5 separate regions of the Mus musculus genome follow, and regions 1, 2, 3 and 5 are each linked to region 4. A link is a contact called in public Hi-C, HiChIP or PLAC-seq and promoter capture Hi-C data. All regions are on one chromosome and are shown on one strand. The core of a region is the stretch at or near the end of the contact, and the rest is flanking DNA. Distances in the headings are between cores, read along the strand shown. Region 1 overlaps Cd276 (CD276 antigen). Region 2 holds the start of Arid3b (AT rich interactive domain 3B (BRIGHT-like)). Region 3 has its middle 8.2 kb from the start of Gm51678. Region 4 holds the start of Stoml1 (stomatin-like 1). Region 5 overlaps Arid3b (AT rich interactive domain 3B (BRIGHT-like)).

Region 1 (2,700 bases), core at 151-2,650, 280 kb after region 4:
AAAAGGATCCAAAGGCTCCTCAGATGGAGTTTAGAGAAGCTGGGAACCCGCCAAACTTCAGGCAAACCACTGCCTTTAGCACTTGTCAGTTTTCAAAGTGGGGCCCGGCCCCCAAATCCTTTGGAGCCACTGTGCTGGTCTGTGGTCTTGGGAGAGAGTCCCTTTTCCCTGAGCCTCCATCTCGTCTGAATTGTGCTTGACGACAACAGCCCAAATGAAATCCCTTTCAGTCAATGCTATCTACTGAGGTAATGTTCTCTGAAGCAGGGCAACTGTTCTTTCCACATACAAACCCTTGCTTCACAGCAAGCATACTACAGACATCCCAGCCCACTTGGTACAGGTTGATCATGAGTCCTCTGTCCTTCCTGATAACCTCCACACATCTGTCCATCTTACATCTCACTCCAGACTCCTTGGTCTTTCTTATAAAAACAAAAACAACAACAACAACAAAAAAAAAAACAGACCTGTTGTTGTTGTTGTTGTTGTTTTTTAAAAAAGAATGTTCATGCGTGTGTGTGTGTGTGTGTGTGTGTGTGCACGCACACGTGCGTGTGTTCACACATGTGTGTGAGGGTATCCACAGAGGCCAGCAAAGAGCATCTGATCCCTTGGAGTTGGAATTATAGATGTTTGCAAGCCACGTGATATATGTGTGCTTGGATGTAAACTCTGTGGTCTTCAATGATAGAGCATCAAGGCTTTTTAGTCACTAAGGCATCTCTCCAACCCAGTGAAACACGGCTTTCCTACGATGTTCTCTGTAAGATCAAGGTGGTACCTCAGAATATGAGAGAGCTGAGGAAGGGACTCCCTTAGAGGCTGCATAGACTGGCTCTCTACAGCGAAGGTAGGTTCAGTCTTGGGGAGGTCTAGGTGACACCTTAAAAAAGCAAGAGTTAGGAATAAGACTTACTCCTGGGAGATAAGCATGAATGCTGGCCACTGGCTGAGTTCATCAGGAGAGAAACCCACACAAGGTCCAGCACGCTCAGCAGGAGAGGTGAGCCGCAATGAGCCTAAGGTCTACACAGACACTGGCAACCCTTGGAAGTAGAAAGCTGGGTGGGCTGAGGGTGCCAGGCAGAAGTTATGGGATGAGAAAAGATAAGGACCAGTGACAGACACCCTGATCTCAGAGACAGAGAGGACCCTGGGAAAGCTCACACAGCCCAGAGGGAGGCACTGGGAAGCTAGACCCAGCACACAGATCTACTAAAGGACTGAACAGAGACATGTCAAGGCCAAACACAGAGAGTGACTGTCCACCTTGGCATGAAGGTGAGCCTGAACCCTCTTTAGATCCCCAAGCACTGAAGGTGCCTACTTGAACTAGTGCTGACCTGGAAACCAGAGATTTAAGAGACTCCTCCAGTGTGAGTCTCAATCTAGCATTTGACCACATGAGGGCAGTAGAGACAACTCTGACTAGTGCAATGGTAGCACTCTAGTCTGCAGGGAGAAGTGCTTTCCTTCTTGGCCCAGTTGAGTGAGATGCACCTTCAAGGCTCCTGGGGTTTCACAGTTGGACAATAGACTTTTTTTTTCCACACCAAAGACGTGCCCATTGGAAAACACATCCTCACTCAGCAGGTCTCTGAGCAAGCCTGTGTCTGCCCCAGAATCCCACCTACCCTCTAGATTCCAGGAAAGTACTTTGTGGTCCAAGTAAGAGGCACAAGTACCATGGAAAGCAAATGTGACAAAAGATTTATCAGCTCAAGAAAACAAGTCCCTTAAAGACTCCTCACTGGGGAGGCTTTGGAATATCTGAAATCTATATGACCACCAGTACTTTTACATTGATATTCCAGTTAGGGCCTAGAGGAGAGGTAGCTGCTCCCTCAGCTCTTCCTCAGCTCACAGGCTCCCCTTACCTGTGATGGTGACTGAGCCGTGAGCATCTTGCTGCAACACCGGGTTGCGTACCAGGCAGCTGTAGGTGCCGTTAGCACCCAGCACCACCCTCAGCACGCTGTGAACATCGAACAAGCCCCGCTCGTTGGCCATCTGGGATGTGGTCACATTGCCAGTCAAGGGCACTCCCTGTCCATCCTTCCAGAACACCTCGGCCTCCGGATAGCCCTGGTAGCTAGAGCACGTGATGGTCACCATGTTCCCTGGACGTAGGTCCTTGTTGGGCTCCAGGGTCATGCTGGGCTTCGAGTAGGGGGCTGGAGGGTGGCAGAGGGCAGAGAGCGATGACAGTCAGCACAGGGGAATCCAATGGAGGAAGGACACAAGAGGCTGAGGGTCAGGAGCCAGCTCTGGGGCTTTCTTTGATGGTGGTATGAGCAGTGGGACAGGGGACGGGCTGCATGCAGGGGACAAGGAGTGGGGAATGCTCCCGCCTGTGACTCAGCTGCCACCTGCAGGCTGGCAGCAGCATTGCGAAAGTTCCGGATGCCCACAAAGCAGGGGAAGCTGCCCTCATCAGCTACATCCATGCACGGAACCCTCAAGAACACACTGCCCTGTGCCAGCGGGGAAGAATGCTGTGCTGCTGGGATAGGCCTGCCCTGGACCCAGCCCCCAGGGAAGCTGCACACCAACTATTTGGTGTCTGAGTTGCCAGATGAGATTAAAATGGGCCAGGCTGAAGCCAGGCTCGAGGGTGGGGGTGGGGTGGGGTTAGAGGGGGAGAGCAGCATAGGGTGGTGTCACTGCCCATCAGGGATACCCCAGGGTCTTCAGACC
Region 2 (2,700 bases), core at 29-2,528, 420 kb before region 4:
AGAACTAATCTCTAACAAGAAAAAAAAATGGCTTTGATTTATATAAATTTTTACACGTTTAAAGAGTATAATTTTTAAAGCTGGGGAGGCGGGGAGTTCAAAAACCAACCAGAGCCATGCTAGACAAATCTCATTTTGTTTCTTAGAAGCACTTGGTTGTAGCTTTCATAGGCGGATAAAAGATTCCAATTCCAATTGGCCCCTTACTGCCTGTCCCTCCTCCTGGCAGTTTGGAAAGTATAAGTTATGCCTGCAGCAATACTTTCTTTCTGCTTTAGTTCTTATTCTGTAGGGAAGCCTGAAAGTTGGCAAAATTGTTCCTTTAAAATAAAAACCCCGTTGGGGACAAAACAAAACGCACACAAAAGAAGAGCAAGCAATTCACTGGTCATTTAGAAATATTCGTATAATCTTTAAAGTCAAACAACACAACTGGAATATTTCAACCAACTCCTGCCAGTCATAGTACAACTGCTTCTTTTCTGGTTGGCACCATCTTCTCGGTAGGCTTTCCTCAGCAAGGGAGAGGGGTGTCCGATAGCGTCTTTATTAAGACAGAGATGACTCCGTTTTACAACTCAATTGGCACATCCTCCCGAAGAGTCCATCTCATCCCAATCCCTAAGCAGCCAAGGATTCAAACAATACTACTAACATCTAGAGAATTTACGTCTCCGAAATCTAACTTCATCTCTCCATCCCTCGCTCGGGTTTTTTAAACTTCCCGGACCTCCAAACCGAGAGCAACGGACTGCTTGCCGCTTGAGCCCGGCCTTGGTGACCATTTCCCTTACCTTCGTTTCCAGCTCTGTCCCCGACCCTCTTCGACCCCTCTTTCCATTCTTTACCTCCCACCCAATGGAGCCCTATCACTTTTACTTCCACCAAGCCCCCTTTGCCAATCTCCCGGCTCTTCTCTAATTACTCCATCTAAGCTCGCTCTGCGGTTGCCAAAAGGGGGGGGGGGTCCCTTACCTTTCCCATCTCTTTATCTCAAACCACTCCTTTGGACACCGGGAGGACGGGGCTCCTCCCGATGCTCTCACTTTTTCTCAGCGGACCCCGGCTTCACTAGCCCGCGTCTCCCCTACACACCTGCCTCGGCTCCCATTTCGGTCCCCTCCACCTGCCACAGCCCCTCTCCCGCCGCGGCAGAAAGAACCACGACCCGCGCCGCTCACCTATGTGCAGCGTTCCGGGCTCGCGGGTAGGGAGGAGGCAGCCGCTCAGACCCCAGCGTAGCAGCTGAGCCTGCTACTCCTCCGCAGCTGGGGGCCACAGCCGGGGCGGGGCCCGCACCGGAAGCTGTGCTGCGGGGCCCGGCCGTCAGCCCGGGGCGGGGGAGGGGCAGGTAGGGGCGGGGCCCCACGGTGGGGGGCGGGGCCCGAGGCCGGAAGCAGCTAAAAAGGGAACGAGGTGGGGGTGGGTGGGTAGTGCGAGACGGAAGTGACTCCTAGAGACCGCCCTCTGGTTGAAGCCGTGGGCGGAAGCCATTTAAGGCGGGCGGAGGCTTCGGCCAATGGGAGAGCACGGACTCAGAGGAGTTCCGGTGTGAGTGCTTTCGCGGGGAGTTGAAAAGAGTAGGACTGACTACAGCACACGGGTTTCTGGCTGCCGTGGTTGTGAATTGTTTGTAATAAGTGAAAGAAAGGAATAAAGAGTGCTAACTTTCAGCTAGTCTTAATGAAGCATTCCAGCCTTTTATTAGTTTTTTTCTAAATTTCACTTTTTGGATTGAAATTTTCCTGTTCTGGAACACCACCTCTATCCATCCCCAACCTCACCTCGTCACAGGGGTTAATGTTTTCTTTCTTCAGGTTCCAAAGGTAGAAGCTGAATCCTGGCACCGCTTATACAATAAAACAACAAAACCTTGTCTTCTGGGACTCCTAACTCTGGGGAACTTCTGTGAATTTATGCATGCACCTCCTTGTTTTACCTTTCTCCCAACTGACCATCATCCTTGATCCAGAGTCTATGGCTCGCTTAGTTTTGGGTCTTAAAACAATCCCAGCCAAAACCTAGAACTTATTGCCACTGGCTTTTCTTGTCCCTTCCCTTCTTCCTTCCCTTCCCCTCTTTTCTTTCTTGTTAGAAGGTAGCTCACCTATTTAGCAAAAGTAGTTGACCATCAAGCTCCAGGAATCCTGTCTTTACTTCTGAAATGCTAGGATTGCAGGTGTGCACCACACCTGGCTTTTTACTGAGGCGTTGGATATCCAAATTTAGACCCTTATTCTTTGGCGCCACGCTCTTAACTCACTAATCCATCTCAGTTCCTGATGAAAACTTTTATGGTTTGTTGTTGTTGTTGTTTGTTTTGTTTTGTTGCAGTCCTGGTCCCTTATTTCTTTTTTGTCCACTAGGCCATGAATTCATATGGAATGGGCTCCAGCAGTTTCCGTTAGTCCTCACAAAGTGTGCTTCTCTGGTTGACGCAGGCTGGCGCTTCAGCTGCACCCGGGTGCCCTTCTCCTTGGCTTCCTTCTTCTGATCGTTCTCCTTCACCCGCTTCAGGAAGCTGTCCCTGCTCTTCGAGTGCTTGATGTGCTCAATCCGCACATTGATCCTCTTGGCCAGAATTTTGCCCTTAACTTGCTTATTTACAATGATGCCCACAGCATGCTGGGTGACATTGTAGACTCTTCCGGGTTTGCCATGGTAGCACTTATGGGGCATTCTTTTTTGAACAGTGCCCAT
Region 3 (2,700 bases), core at 198-2,697, 270 kb after region 4:
CAACATTAGCCGTGACAAGGAACTTGATGCCTTTGCAAAAACCCTAGGATATGGCACTGGGGAGATGGATCAGCCGTTAAGAGCACTGGCTGCTCTTACAGAGGACTGAATTCAGAGGATTCTGAGTTCCCTGCCGTATCCCTCATTGGATTCTGTGGGCCTTGGGTACGAAAGTGGCACACAGACATCCGTGCCAGAGGACCAAGAAATAATGCATCCACTGAACTGGAGAGATGCTTCGATGGGGGTAATGTGCTTGCTGTACGAGTTGGAGGACCTAAGTTCAGATCCCCAGAACCCACATAAGAAGTTGGACATGGCAAAGCACAATAACTGTAGTTCTGGGAGAGACAGAGGACAGGTGGAGCCCAGGAGCTTGCAGTCTGGTCCAAAAGAGATTCAGTGAGAGATCCTGCCTCAAAAACTAAGGCAGGAACTGAGGGAAATAGCCTTTCTTCCCGTCCTTCTCTCAGAGCCTGGGACCTAGGACCTGAAGCCACCCTCTGCCACTTGTACATAGATGACTAAACACACTTAAATGCACACAAGGACACACACACACAAGTGCATTATTTCTTTTTAAAATATTATTTATTTAATGTATATGAGTACACTGTCTTCAGACACATCAGAATAGGGAATCAGAGCCCTTTACAGATGGTTGTGAGCCACCATGTGGTTGCTGGGACTTGAACTCAGGACCTCTGGAAGTGTGCAGTCCATGCTCTTAACCACTGAGCCATCTCTCCAGCCCGAGTGCATTATTTCTTTAGCAATAACTCTACTGCATTGTCTTACCAAATAATGCTTTGCAAACATATTGGCCCTTCCTCCTTATCTCCAACATTAGGAGTGACACAGTACAGGGACTTCCATGGAGGGGATATAGCAACATAGGGATCAGATGGTAACAGGCCACACACCGGACCTGGGAGCATGCTGACCTTGAACCATGGGCCTTGGAACTAAGTCTGGAGCCTGAGGAGGAACTAGAGGCCAAAGACCTTCAGGATGCTGTTGCAGAGGTGGAGGCAATTGCAAGGGTGAGAGCCAAGGGAGGAAAGAGATGCTAAGTTCAGTCACTCTGGCTAGTGTGGATCTGTAGCATAGTTAGGACCCCAGGCTACTCTCGGGTAGGAACACATCTGAGACAAGGGACAGGAAGAGAGAGAAGGTTATTTCCCTCGTACTCTGGCACAGGCTCCAGGGGCTGATGGCTGCTTACAGGAAGGAAACAAATTGTTCCTCTCCTCATTGAGCACACGATGCTGGAGGGAGGGAGCCACGTGACTGTGCACATCTGGAGGCCTGGGTTTGGGGGGTGAGTAACAGGAGAGAGACACAGAGGGAAAAGGTGGACGTGGGTAAGAGACCCCCATTTGCTATCAGGAAGCTGAACCAGCATACATGGCACTAGGTTCCACTTTTCTCCAGGGCCTGATGCATGATCTATTGATGACAGGAGTGGGGTTCCTACTAACCTCTGGGTCCCACCACACATTTGACCACTTCCTCCTCTTTTCCTTAGTTCAGTTTTTCTGAGCTTCTAACAGCTAAAAAGCAAGAATCCCTTGGTCACCTACAGTAAGGACAGAATAGCTGCTTGCTTTGGTGCCTGCCTCAAAGTTCTGTGGGGAAGAGGGGGAGTGTCTCTCTCTCTCTCTCTCTCTCTCTCTCTCTCTCTCTCTCTCAGAATTCTGTTTTGCATTAACTTGCAAAGTTTCGTTAGAGCCCCTGGAGAACATGTATCAAATATTCAGCAATGACCTCACCCAATTGCATCAGAACTTCTGGGGAGGGAGCCCAAACACCAGTATTATTAAAAACTCCCTAAGTGATTTTAACACGCACAGCCAGAGTCTACTGGACTAAATGGAGCCCGGAGCTTTGTCACTGGGAGCAGAGTGTGCAGGATCAAGGAGGTTAATCTATTATGCGTGGATGCAGTATGATCTCAGCCAGGACCCCAGTCTGGAAAGAACAATAATGAAACATGTTCAGAGAAGGACCAAAGATCATATTAGCTAAGGGAAGCTGAGGGTGTGGTGGGTGAAGATATTTTGCAACACAGATGCTAGAAAAGGTAGAAGGCTAAGGTCACTGACTTTCAATCTCAGGGTTGCAATTTGTGTACCCCATGAGACCCAGATTTCTGCCCTGCTCCCAAATAATCCTGCCTCATTAGTAATAAAATATCATCATAATAACCCAGACCTGTAGAACCAAATGGCAGGTTATGGACGCCCTGGGATTCAGTGCAGGCAGTGCCCTTGCCCCAGGGCACCTGAATCCAGGATGCTGATGAGTCTTCCCATCAATCTTAGTCAAGAGTTCTGCACCCCGAGCTCAGCCTGGCATGCATCCACAGGTCCACATCCACATATCCAGTGGGTCGGTAGATATATTTGTCCAGGATTGAGAGCCCAGAAATGCACACAGCTCCCAAGGAGATGCTGAAGAGTCCAGAGAGATGAGAAAGAAATGGCTACAAGTCCTAGCCACTGCTCAACGGGGACTCCATCCCTGAGAGTCCCTGAGAGCCCAGAAGGAGCCTGGATCCTCAATACTGTCCTTGCACTTTCTAGAATCTATTTTGCTAATGACCCTCTTGTATGGGCCCAGCTTAAAAAGGCAGCCCAGACAGCTGCCAACTCCAGCAGCATTTCAGGTGAACTCAGAGAGCTAGGGATGGAGCATGCA
Region 4 (2,700 bases), core at 22-2,521:
GATAAGAAGATATGATTGTGTGTCAAGTTGGCAAGGGGTGGACTTGTATGGCAATTCTGGGTTGTCAACTTGACTACATTTGAAATTAATTAAAACCTCACTCCCGGTACCAACTCATCTTAGGGTTTTTATTGCTGTGACAAAACACCGTGAGTAAAGAGCAAGTTGGGTAGGAAAGGCTTTATTTTGCTTACATTTCCATATGGTGGTCCATCAATGAGGGAAGCCAGGACTCAAATAGGGCAGGAACCTGGATGCAGGAGCTGCTGCAAAGGCCATGGAGGATGCTGCTTACTGGCTTGTTCAGCCTGCTTTCTTAATGAACCCAGGACCAGCAGCCCAGGGTTGGCCCCACCCACAATGGAATGGGCCCTGCAACGTCAATCATAAATTAGGAAAATGCTCTTCAGGCTTGCCTACAGCACAACCATTTTCTCAATTGGAGATCCCTCTTTTCAGATTATTCTAGCTTGTGTCAAGTTGACATAAAATTAGCCAGGCTAGCAGTCATAGGCAGGGGAACTTAGAAATGAGCTATGGCAAGGATCCAGGGAGGCAAGACTGGGAAAGATTCGTCTTTTCTTGCTTTGTAAAATGGCCTCCTGCCAGCCTCCCAGCATCCTACTGGGGTATATTTTCTACCTTCATTTGGGCTTTCTGAAGCCACGGAAAGACAAAGTTACCTCAAGTGCCTGGATCAAGGAGTCTCATGTAATGCTTTGCTGCTGCTGCTGCAGCCACCACCACCACCATCCACTGCCAGGATTCCTGGGGTGTCTGCATGTGAAATTTTTCTTTTATACCAAAGTTGGGGCCTTCTGACTTCAACTTGTCCACAGTGACTTGGATCTGCCATCATTAAGCAAATAAGAACAGGACTCTGTATGGCAGGCTCTGTTTTCTTGGCTGTGGGGAAACAAACAAACAAAAAATACCAGTTTGCTGACCACACCAGAAGAAATCCTACATCTGGATAAGCACACCCATAACTCATAAGTGTGTTGAGTTTGGAGGAATGGTTTGAGGCCAAAAACATTTCTCTGCTTCTGGAGAAAACGCTCCTGCAATGCTCCTTTAAAGCCAAACTTCCTTGCCTCCTTTCCTAAGGCCAGGTAGGAGGTGGTCAGGAAGCCTCAACCTTAGAACCAAGGCCACATCCCCAAACTGTGCTCCCGCCGTTCGGTCCTCCCAGCGCAGGGGGTGCTGTGGAGCGGCAGGCATGGTGGACCCGGCCTGATTCCTGATCCTACTCAGCCACTGTTGTTAGTGACGGAGTAAAGCCGGAAGCAGTGGGAACGAGGAGGGGCGGAGCTGCCACAGGCTGGGCAGGGCAGTCTCCCAGCAGAGGATCGGGGCGTGTCCCGGTTAGAAGTCATGCTTGGAAGGTCTGGCTACCGGGCACTGCCCTTAGGGGATTTTGATCGTTTCCAGCAGTCGAGCTTCGGCTTTCTGGGTTCGCAGAAGGGCTGCTTGTCCCCAGAGCCGGGCAGCGTGGGGCCGGGGGCCGGTGAGTGGCTACCCAGCACCGCGGACAGAGGGGCACCCCAAGACCTGTACTCTCTGCCTCTAGGAGGAAGGAGAGTGAAGGGGATAGGATATGAAGTGGGTGCCAGACAAGGTGTGGGGATGCTACCACCGATTTGTTCTCCCTACGGCACCAGCTGTAGCTTTGGAAGCCGCGCAGCCCCATCTTCCCTAATCTTAGCCCATCCCGTTACTATTTCCAGGATAGCCCATCATGCATAGAAAGAAAACAGAGCCCTAGGCAGAGGGAGCCATAACCCACAAGGCATTTGTAGAGAAATGGAAAAAGAGTCGCCCTAGGGTAGCAGCGCAGGGAGCAGGAGTCTCCTGTGTCCTGGTGAAGATGCACAGAACAGAAAGCTGGGCCTGCAAGCTGCCTGGCTTGTTTGCTTTGGCTTCCTCTCTCCAAAGCCTGACTGTCCTTGGAGTATTCTGGTCCTCTGTGGTTCTCCTGTATTGACGGTGCATTGAAAGCTTTGGCAATGCTGAACGAATCCTCCATTTTCTGCCCCGTTCTTTTTTGTTGTTGTTGTTTTTGTTTGTTTGTGGTTTTTTTTTTTTTTTTTTTTTTTTTTTTTTTTTTGAGACAGGGTTTCTCTGTATAGCCCTGGCTCTCCTGGAACTCACTTTGTAGACCAGGCTGGCCTTGAACTCAGAAATCTGCCTGCCTCTGCCTCCCAAGTGCTGCGATTAAAAGCGTGCACCACCACGCCCGGCTCTTCTGCCCGGTTCTTAGGATTCCTCCTTCCCTGAAGAGGTCAGGAATTAGTTTATGACTTAGACTGTCCTGCAGGCAGGGGCTTCTTGAAGGATAGAACAGACGTCTCTTGTCACCTTCCTGTCTAGGGCTGGGGAGGAGAGAACAGATAGCAAGCTCATCCCCAGATTCTGGGCCTGTTTGCTCAACACCCATTCAGGATTCTTAGTTCTTCCTGCCAAAAGGCTTGAATTGAAGTACACTATAGATATAGATAGATAGATAGATAGATATAGATATAGATATAGATATAGTTCTTTCAGGGCATTAAAGTGGGAATAAATACTAAACTAGCACTTTAGTCCCACTGTGACTGTTACTTGTGAGCATTAGTTTTATCCTTAGTAGCTGAAGCCTTTCCTCTGTAATGACCCCTTGAAAGCATACTTGTGGTGTGGCCAGTAGAATGTGTTAACACC
Region 5 (2,700 bases), core at 57-2,556, 430 kb before region 4:
GTGCTCTTAACCACCGAGCCATCTCTCTAGCCCCTCAGGTTTACTTTTTAGACTCTAGGTTTGTACTCTGACTATAAAAACACGAATAAAGGGTGAGGCTTAGCTTTGTGGTTAAAAAGCTTGCCTGGCCCGTAGCAGAGCCTGGGTTCAATCTTCAGCACTACAAAAGCAGTAGACAAGAAACCACGCACAGACACAGCATCGCGCACATTCACAAGAGAAAAGCCAGCTGAAGTACAACACGTGGGGCTACTGTTTTTGTTAAAAATATAAATAAAAAGGTAATTTTTAAAAGCCTGAAAAGGTATAGACTTACCAAGAAACCACCCCAAAGTCCTGCTGACTTTTACTTCATACATTTTAAGGTATATGTCATTTTTACTTCTCAAATACTTTAAAATACATTTGACAGACATAATGAATCAAATTTGTAATCCCAGTACTTGGGAAGCAGAGGCAGGAAGATTCTAAGCTTGAGGACAGCAAAGGCCAGAGTGATATCCTGTCTCAAATTTTTGAAAATTGTATTTTATTTTATTAAGACAGAGTTTCACTACGCAACCCTGGCTGGCCTGGAGTTTGTTACATAGACCGGCCTATCCTTGAACTCACAGAGATCTACCTGCCTCGGGCTCCCAAGTACTGAACTAAAAGTGTGTACCACCATTAATTAAATTTTACAAATGACACTTTAGCATTTACTTAAATAATAAAAAATGTCCAGACTATCAGGTAATAAAAGCAGAGCACAAAACTGTATATAAAATAAAATAATAAACATATAGTAGGCATTTTCCTTTAAAATACAAAGGAAATACCACAAATGTTTATAGTTCTAGCTAAGTTATATGACTGTGGTTGATTGTTACCTTTTCTTTATAAATTTGTATATTCTCCATATTTCCTAACTGAGCCCAAATGACTCCTACGATCGGAGAGAAAACAGCAGGAGTTATATAGACCGACTGATTACTGAGACAGGTCTTAGGCAGCCTGGGCTGTGGACTGGCGTGTGTGCTGATGACGACGCTGAATTACTGGCCCTCTCTGCACTGCGGAATTTAAGACACCACACCCCCAGCCTATGAGGTGCTGGGGACTGAACCCAAAGCTTTGTGAGTCTAGACAAGTCTTCATAAAGCTGTTTTTAAAGTAATGAAACCATTGAGAGACTCTACCTACCTCTTCCCTGTTCTGTCTGCAAGGAAGCAGAAGGCAGCGCAGGGCCTTCCTGCTGAGACCACATACAGGCTACTTCCCTCTTTCCTCATCTGCCCTTAGACAGACAGACAAAAGGAATGATGAGAGGTCCCGGCTCAGTGAACTAGAGCCAGTCATGGTCACAGGACAAAAGTCCTAGCTGTTAAAACACATAGGAGAAAAAAAAAGAAAAAGAAAGAAACAAAACCACTAGCAAGGAAAGGATATTTTGAGGTGGAAAAACTACTGACTCCTCTAATTCTGAACAAAGCCTACAGAAATCCTAGTCTACTCCTCCCCACAGAGCTAAGCACTGGAATCGAGAACTGAAGGGAAGTAGGAGCAAGTGCTAAAGCTGAGCGCTCGCGAGCTTGCCTGCCCGTAGCAGAGCCTGGGTTCAATCTTCAGCACTACAAAAGCAGCAGCAAGAAAGCAGGCACAGACACAGCATCACGCACATTCACAAGAGAAAAGCCAGCTGAAGTACATACAACACGTGGGGCTACTGTTTTTGTTAAACAAAATATGTGATTTGAAACATCTAAAAAGGTATAGACTTACCAAGAAACCACCCCCAGGTGACTTCTACCTCACACATGTTAACCTACATGTCAAGGTTACTTCTCACAGAGCTCTAGTCAGCTTCAACACTGGCCCCTACTCCTATTGTTGCCCAACTTGATTTTTAAATTTAAAGTTTAATTATTACTTTTTAATGTATTTATTGGGGGGAGGGGCTGTGAGCCTTGTCTCCTTCCACTGCATGAGTCCTAGGGGGCCAGACTTAGGTCACCAGGCAACTAGCTGCATCTCTGTCAGCTGAGCATCAAGCTCTGTTTCTTTATCTTTTCTTTTTTGAGACAGGGTCTCACCAGGTATCCTCAGTTGGCTTGGAACTCACTATTTAGAACAGACTATCCTTGAACACATAGAGATTTGCCTGCCTGCCTGCCTCTGCCTTTTGAATGCTGAGATTAAAAGCATGTGCTACCATGCTGGGGGCTGAAGGGGAAGAAAGGGCAACTACAGCTCTTACCAGGGGTGAGGGCTGGGGATTTAATTGTTTCCCCAACCCTAGACGCCAAGGTGCCTGTCTCAGGTGTATCAAGAGCCAGAACAGAAATCACTACAGAAGAGCCTGCCAGGTTAGAGGGGCACACGGCTTTGCCGCCGTCAGCCCAGAGCGCCCACTGCAAGTCAGCCTCTGACTAGGCACAAGCCTATGAGTCTCAGCTGCTAAGCAGAGCCTAGCACAGGCGAAACCAAACACCCTTAAGTGGACAGTCTTTTACAAATAAAGCCCTACCAAATGAGCTTACAAAGAAGACAGAGCAAAGCCCCACAGGAGGAAACCAACAATTACACAGGTGAGGACAGAACAAAGGAAAAACACGCAGGCAAATTCAAAAGCGTGTGTCAAAAGAATGGTGAAATGTGGATACTTAAAGGGACACTGAGGAAAGTCTTCCCGCTTCTTCTGTATGCTTGAAGCGTCCATAA

The links. Promoter capture Hi-C pulls out the DNA fragments that hold promoters and counts their contacts. A called contact is a pair of places that touch in the nucleus more often than the background predicts. HiChIP or PLAC-seq counts read pairs in DNA pulled down with a chosen protein or histone mark.
Region 1: a contact with region 4 is called in a Hi-C map of cerebellum, with 4 times the contacts expected there. The contact joins the enhancer-like site here to the promoter of Stoml1 in region 4. A contact is called at or near these places in 4 of 39 promoter capture datasets (the 3T3-L1 cell line, frontonasal cranial neural crest and hippocampal neurons), 1 of 15 datasets of contacts at CTCF or cohesin (the NIH/3T3 cell line), 5 of 484 Hi-C or Micro-C datasets (the N1E-115 cell line, cerebellum, myocytes and 2 more), 7 of 115 datasets of contacts at active chromatin or transcription factors (astrocytes, bone marrow-derived macrophages, embryonic forebrain and 4 more) and 2 of 9 other capture datasets (adipose tissue and liver).
Region 2: a Hi-C map of CD8 T cells shows a contact between it and region 4, with 2.1 times the contacts expected there. The contact joins the promoter of Arid3b here to the promoter of Stoml1 in region 4. A contact is called at or near these places in 7 of 39 promoter capture datasets (the C10 cell line, the HPC-7 cell line, cranial neural crest and 3 more), 7 of 484 Hi-C or Micro-C datasets (CD4 T cells, CD8 T cells, the G1E-ER4 cell line and 4 more), 6 of 115 datasets of contacts at active chromatin or transcription factors (the 230-238 cell line, astrocytes, bone marrow-derived macrophages and 2 more) and 2 of 9 other capture datasets (liver and pancreatic islet).
Region 3: a contact with region 4 is called in an H3K4me3 HiChIP or PLAC-seq map of bone marrow-derived macrophages, with 2.4 times the contacts expected there. The contact joins the enhancer-like site here to the promoter of Stoml1 in region 4. A contact is called at or near these places in 4 of 39 promoter capture datasets (the 3T3-L1 cell line, frontonasal cranial neural crest and hippocampal neurons), 3 of 115 datasets of contacts at active chromatin or transcription factors (bone marrow-derived macrophages, pancreatic cancer cells and stem cell-derived neural progenitor cells) and 2 of 9 other capture datasets (adipose tissue and liver).
Region 5: a contact with region 4 is called in a promoter capture Hi-C map of pre-B cells, with 2.1 times the contacts expected there. The contact joins the enhancer-like site here to the promoter of Stoml1 in region 4. A contact is called at or near these places in 2 of 39 promoter capture datasets (the C10 cell line and pre-B cells), 1 of 484 Hi-C or Micro-C datasets (the G1E-ER4 cell line), 3 of 115 datasets of contacts at active chromatin or transcription factors (the 230-238 cell line, astrocytes and embryonic stem cells) and 1 of 9 other capture datasets (embryonic tail).

The regions. Positions count from the first base shown.
Region 1 is chr9:58,533,576-58,536,275 of GRCm38.p6, forward strand. It overlaps Cd276 (CD276 antigen), which reads right to left. Exons shown (of 8, transcript NM_133983.4): 4 at 1,881-2,177. It overlaps Gm51678 (a long non-coding RNA gene), which reads left to right. Exons shown (of 2, transcript XR_003948170.1): 2 at 1-440. Among named protein-coding and RNA genes, the nearest start is that of Gm51678, 8.6 kb to the left of the region's middle. Within about 2 kb of position 1,401, at least 18 of the 459 cell types and tissues checked have an H3K27ac peak or open chromatin away from gene starts, as enhancers often do. A contact at or near this core is called in bone marrow-derived macrophages, cerebellum, palatal mesenchyme and 1 more, where this site is marked.
Region 2 is chr9:57,835,501-57,838,200 of GRCm38.p6, forward strand. Arid3b (AT rich interactive domain 3B (BRIGHT-like)) reads right to left here and starts at 1,279. Exons shown (of 9, transcript NM_001379353.1): 1 at 1,182-1,279. It also overlaps the pseudogene Gm7547.
Region 3 is chr9:58,516,789-58,519,488 of GRCm38.p6, forward strand. No RefSeq gene overlaps it. Among named protein-coding and RNA genes, the nearest start is that of Gm51678, 8.2 kb to the right of the region's middle. Within about 2 kb of position 1,448, at least 62 of the 459 cell types and tissues checked have an H3K27ac peak or open chromatin away from gene starts, as enhancers often do. A contact at or near this core is called in adipose tissue and bone marrow-derived macrophages, where this site is marked.
Region 4 is chr9:58,251,893-58,254,592 of GRCm38.p6, forward strand. It overlaps Stoml1 (stomatin-like 1), which reads left to right and starts at 1,272. Exons shown (of 7, transcript NM_026942.3): 1 at 1,272-1,507. The coding sequence starts at 1,375.
Region 5 is chr9:57,819,370-57,822,069 of GRCm38.p6, forward strand. All of the region lies in intron 2 of Arid3b (AT rich interactive domain 3B (BRIGHT-like)), which reads right to left. Among named protein-coding and RNA genes, the nearest start is that of Arid3b, 16 kb to the right of the region's middle. Within about 2 kb of position 1,307, at least 78 of the 459 cell types and tissues checked have an H3K27ac peak or open chromatin away from gene starts, as enhancers often do. A contact at or near this core is called in the 230-238 cell line, the G1E-ER4 cell line, embryonic tail and 1 more, where this site is marked.